Regions from separate parts of the Astyanax mexicanus genome. Here region 2 is linked to region 1. A link is a contact called in public Hi-C data. All regions are on one chromosome and are shown on one strand. The core of a region is the stretch at or near the end of the contact, and the rest is flanking DNA. Distances in the headings are between cores, read along the strand shown.

What was found. A called contact is a pair of places that touch in the nucleus more often than the background predicts.
Region 2: a contact with region 1 is called in a Hi-C map of muscle, with 2.7 times the contacts expected there. The contact joins the enhancer-like site here to the promoter of ankrd11 in region 1. A contact is called at or near these places in 2 of 3 Hi-C or Micro-C datasets (blood and muscle).

The regions. Positions count from the first base shown.
Region 1 is chr23:29,500,546-29,503,461 of AstMex3_surface, forward strand. It overlaps ankrd11 (ankyrin repeat domain 11), which reads left to right and starts at 1,468. Exons shown (of 13, transcript XM_007230069.4): 1 at 1,468-1,913.
Region 2 is chr23:29,583,040-29,585,955 of AstMex3_surface, forward strand. All of the region lies in intron 2 of ankrd11 (ankyrin repeat domain 11), which reads left to right. Among protein-coding and RNA genes, the nearest start is that of ankrd11, 82 kb to the left of the region's middle. Within about 2 kb of position 1,417, the one cell type or tissue checked has an H3K27ac peak away from gene starts, as active enhancers do.

The sequences.
Region 1 (2,916 bases), core at 218-2,717:
CTTAAATAAAGAATTATGATAATGATAATGACATTCAAAAACAGCAAATATATCAAATTTATCAGGACTGCTCCTAATTGTTTTGTTTCCCTCTGTGCTCTATATTCATATAAAGGTTATTCATTAATTTTATACAAATATCTGCATTGTTAAAACATGCATTATATTAAATTATTTCTTAAAATATTCTAAAATATAAAAGTCCATATATTTTCCTATTCCTATAACGTATTTGCATATATTATGCAGTGTTAAATACTGTTATTACCCCATTGTATAAAACACAGTATATAAATAAATACTGATACTGTGCTGTAATGTCCTCTCTGCTAGTATCTGATATTTATCTGAACAGCAGGTGGCGCCATTGCTTTGATATTACATTTGGTGTGACGTAAACATTAAAGGCACCTAGCTGTAAATATTTTACAAATTATAATAAGTATAAAACATATGATCACGTGCAAAAGTGTGTGCACCACAGTTGAAATAATGCATATTCTTCACTACACCGGAGCTGAGCCAAATCGATTAAAAAATATATATATTGTGATAATAGCTGCATTCTGTCTTGAAAGCATTTTGTGTTCATTCTGTAATGTACTATGTAGTATTTACCGTTTTGTATTACCGTTTTTCCATATAAACGTTTATGTGCCAACACTTAATATCCTGCAATTATTTGTACTATATTCTTCAAATTAAATATTTTAAAGGCTTTTATTTTTCATATCGCCAATAATATTGTATTACAAAAATACCCTGAAATATTGCAATAATCTCACCCAAGTATACATTTTGGGATGGTTCCTTGGACAATAAAAAGGCATAATTCTACCCAACACCCAGGTTTACACTAGCTATTTTTTTTATTCAAAGTAAAAAACTGTGTCTTTGATGTAAAAAAAAAAAAATCATATAGGAGGAAGAATAAAAATGTAATTTCTTCCAAAAGTCAGAGACTACATTACAGTAAAAGAAAAGAGGAGCCAGGTTCTCATCACAGTTACCACAGAATATTCAAATACAAATACAATAAGTGTATTTATTTTACTTTATTTGGGATACCGTATTTAATAAGAATCAACCATGTTTCCAATGAATGTTTTCAAATATTCAAATATTTTTCAGGGTACTCCAATGACATTTACCTCTTGTGTGTGTCTACTGATTTCTTTCCCTTTTATATTATTACTATTTTATTTTTTTTACTAATAATATGTGTTTAAGCGTTAAGCCAATGTATTAGGTGTTATATGATTTGTACTCAGTACATTATAGAGTCAAATAAATTATGTAAAAAAAAGCTTTACGATATGTAACGCTAATGTTCTCACTAGTGCGCACTTAGTAGTGTTCGAGTTAGAATGCTCAAATGAGAACAAAGCCCAACAGTGACCGCCCACAGCCGGCAGCCAATCAGAGCCGAGCTTTCGCCTGGCTGCGTGCGCTCTTCGTCAGCAGCGCTAGAGTCAAAGGCCGCTGGAAGTCGGTTGGGGAAGAGAAGACGGACGCGGAGGATTAAAACCTGCAACGGATTTATTTTATATTAAACTCAGATTTCACCGCGTGCTCTAATTAAATCGACGCGCGAACCACGACAGAAAAGAGCTGGTCTGCAAGAGAAGGCGGTAAAATGCTGGATATTCCCGAATCCCTTTGATTCGCCGCGGAGGAGAGAAATAACCGTCGGTTGGGGAGCTTGGAGTTAGCTTAGCATAGTTTAGCTTAGCCTGCTCGCGTTCTGCAGCGCCCCCGTCGCTCGCAGTGCGTTTGGACCGCGATGAGTGTCGCCTGCCCCGGCTGCCCGCGGACTCTAGCGCGCTGATCGGGAAGGCCTCAAATGGGAAAGTCGAGCATCGGGGGGGAATACCGAGCCTAGCCGTGTAGATGTAGCTCACATTCGGGAGAAGGTAAGCACGTTTAAGGCTGTTCTGCACCGGCTGAGCTGAGCTGCGTGGAGCTAATGGCTTCTCCTTGGTTTGTTTTGAGACAGTCTGGCGTTTTAGCTTCGTTAGCAGTGTTGCTAATGTGATTAAGCGTATGAATGTAGGTAGTTATGCTTAATAAATAAAAATATTATATGGAGTACCGCACAGAGCGCTCATATATGCTGTTTTGTTGTTTTGAAAAGGAACGTTTGGTGTTGGTTGGTGTGGCGCAGTGGATAACACCACTACGTGCCAGTGAGCTACCCTATCATGTGGGAGACTGGGGTTCAATTCCTGCTATGGGTGACTGAATGCTGCGCTACACCATTAAGAGTCCTTGGGCAAGACTCCTAATACTGTTTTGGCTCACTACTGGAACAGAAATAACGTTGTAACTAAGTCCCTCTGGATAAGAGGGTCAAATAAATGTCACGAAAAACGCATAATCTAATAACTAAATGTGTAATCACGTTGCAGTATTTTTGGATAGTGCCTATTTGGGCTCTAGAAGGTTTATTCATTGCGTAAACATAAAATTGTATGTAGTAACTAAATACTTAGCCCTAGATAACTTCTGTAGGATTTTTATTTAATGCACAAGTCACCTTTAAAATGCTTATGTAGTAAATAAGTCTGCTCTAGAATATCATTCATCTTGTGCCTAGCTGTGCTCTGGAACCCTAGTCACATATTTAATACATAGCAACAAATTACATACAATGCATAAGTAGTGCCACATAGTGAACAACTATAACTGTGTGCTAGGGTGCTTGTGATACCACGTGTAATCAAGCTCTAGTTAACATTACTTGCTTAGTGTCTGGTTCAGCTCTAGAATTCTCATCTAGTGCGCAACACTGTTTTAAGAACGCTTACTTAATGAGTAGTTGTGCTTTAGAATGTCCACTGCATAAATATGCTTTTAAAAGCATAGCTATAGTGAGTGACTGCACTGGAACACTATGCACTTTTCTAAAACATTCAT
Region 2 (2,916 bases), core at 167-2,666, 82 kb after region 1:
CTTCTGACTATAATAGCGTGTTGTGCCGAATTCGGTGAATAAAACGGTTTTAAAACAGAGATAAAGATTGGATAAGTTTCATTTCTGGATGAAGTGATTTCCAGCGCTGTTTGGATATAACTGTGGATTACAGGAGACTGGATTGATGGATTCTCTTTAGTCTGGACGCGTTTTAAAGGTAGGACCTGTGGCTGAGCGCGGGTGTGTGTTCGGGGGGTGGCGGCAGTGACCGGAGGTTACCCCAGGACAAAAGGAGAGCCTTTTATTACTGGAAACATGCGCTCTGACGCAGCTCTAATTCATGAAACATACATCCTACAGTAAAAGCACAGTTCTGGAATCCGGAGAGCCAGACGGTTCGAATGGTGTATGACATGACCGCATTCGATGAAATATGGACGAACGATAAACGCAAATATGAGAGTTATGAATTATTAAAATCATAACCAAGGCATATTTCGCCCTAAATGTTTATTTTCTGAAAGGATATTCCGCTAAATAGGCTAAATAGCTCAAAAGCAGAGATTCTAAGCTTTAAAATGGTATATTGGATGTCTATATTGAACCTGTAACTGTTCATAACTATTCAGAAACACAGCCAGTTATGAAATATTAAATATTTCTGGCCCGCCGGTGGGCCAGCGCGTGTTAAGAGGTTAACTTTACTTAGAAGTGGGCGCTAAAAAGAAACAGTTTGTGCTATTACCCCAGAACGGGTGGAAAGGAAAGTTTACCGGCACCTTGTTCTGGCCACGGAGCTACAGTGGAAACTAGCTACCCTGAACCACAGCCGAGAGGCAGTACGGCAGTCAAAGGTAACCGCGCGCTAGCCCAAGAGGGGGATCTTATTCTGGCGTGGGTGAGGAATTCTGCACAACAGAGCGCCGTGTACCACATAAAAATCGAGGTCAGTAAACACAAGCAAAATCCATACACAAGGCGCACTGCATTATACGGCGCAATGACGATTTTTGGGAAAAAATAAGTATTTTAAGTGCGCCTTATAGCCCGAAAAATACGGTAGATTAAAAAACAAAAAATATATACTATAATGTAAATAAGATAAAACCACACTGTTGCATGCCAACACAATTGTAGCAGTATTGATAGTATAGTGAGATTTACTGAGGTTATTTCTGCATATTGCTGCACCCTTTTTCTTTGGCTGTATGGTTGTAGAGTTTTAGAGCTGTAGAGCCTCTGGTGTCCTCACTTTTCTTTTCTTCTTTTCTGCCAGCCTCTTTCTTTCATCCTTTTGTTTGTTTAGCTGTAGAACTTCATGTACGCTGCTTCTAGATTCCTTTACCGCTTCCTTTTTTTTTTTTTTTTTCCCTCGTACGCTCTCATTCTGTTCCCATTCACTGCCCCTCCACCATCCTGTTCTCTCCCCCCCTTCTCCTCCTGCACTGCTCTTAAGAGCACCATTTCAGCTCCAGTGAAAAGGCAGTGTAATCTGGGCTTTCTTCCTGTGCCAGAGCCTCTGCCTGCTCTGCCTCCTCTGCCTGCTCTGCCTCTGCTCTAGCGCTCAGCCACAGTGCTGATGAGGCTGAAAGGCCCTGTCCATTAAAAGGCATGAGCTTGCATCATGAATATTTCCACTCAGGGGCTTGTACATGCTGCATAGTGAGAGAACGAGAGAGAGAGAGGATGATGGATAGACAGAAAGAAAGAGAGAGAGAGAGAGAGAGAGAGAGAGAGAAATGCCCATCATGCTCATGTACCCCGTTCACCTTCATCCCTCCATCCGCCCGTCGCTGAGCTCCGCTGGGGCCGTAGCCTCTTCATAATGCAGCTGGTGTAGCTCTGCATGCGTGATCCATTCATAATGAGCCGAGCTGCTGATTAGAGCACATTATCCTCCATCATAATGCTGCCAGGTTTGATGCTTTAAAGATGCTCCTTTTTTGGGATACACTCATGATCCGTCGAGGCGTTCCCGGGCTGAATTTTATGCAGAGCGGACGTGCCTGAAATTATGAGTTATGGATTGTCTCATGGTCTCATCAGCATAAGGAGGCATGATGCTCTTTGCTCTCCAGGCTGATCTCCAAGGCCTGATTGCTGCAGTCCGCTGAGGGGTTTAGACTGAAGGGTTACTGGAAATTGAACATGATGAAAATGCTAATGTTGGTCATGCTGAACATCATCTAGTTTGTAGACAGTGTTTTATAGATAGTAAAATATGTTTTGCAATACTGTAGACTTATTTAATATGATGATTAATTTCAGACAGCTGTTTTATTTAATGTTTTACCCCCTCCTCTACTCAATTGCAGTGTTGATCATTTATAAAATCTTTTATAAAATCTGTATTGGAATACTCTTAGAAAGGTGATGTATCATGATATATTGATTTATAACCCATGTGTTGTGATGCGTATCCAGTTAGACCTAGGCAATAAATGGATCATTTTTCTTATAAAACATTTTATATTGTATTGACAATAAGTGTATCAAGGGTATCATCTGTGCTTAAAGGTAGGATTGGAAACAGATAGGAAAAATTAATATATTTCCAAGAAATGCCCCTATCACTAGCATTGGAAGCCTGTTGGGTATTGGCATAGGCCTTTAAACTGATTAGATTTTAGAGTGCTGGGAGCGGAGGTGTGCTATTCCACAAATTTTTATACTTATTTTCTAGTTTTACTATACTCCAAGTCCACTTCACCTAGGCCCGTCACAATAATTGCAATATCGATTTATTGTACAATAAATAAACATGACCTCAATAATTTTTGATAATCGTGATATCGTCTATTGTGTTTATTTGTATGTTTGTTCACATATATAACAGTGAATAGTATTTTAGCCAGTCATGCTTTAATAACTGTGACTCCATACACACAGTGTGGACTAAAGTAGGTGAAGAAATAAGTATATATTTCCCAAACTAATTATAATAATAAAAGATTA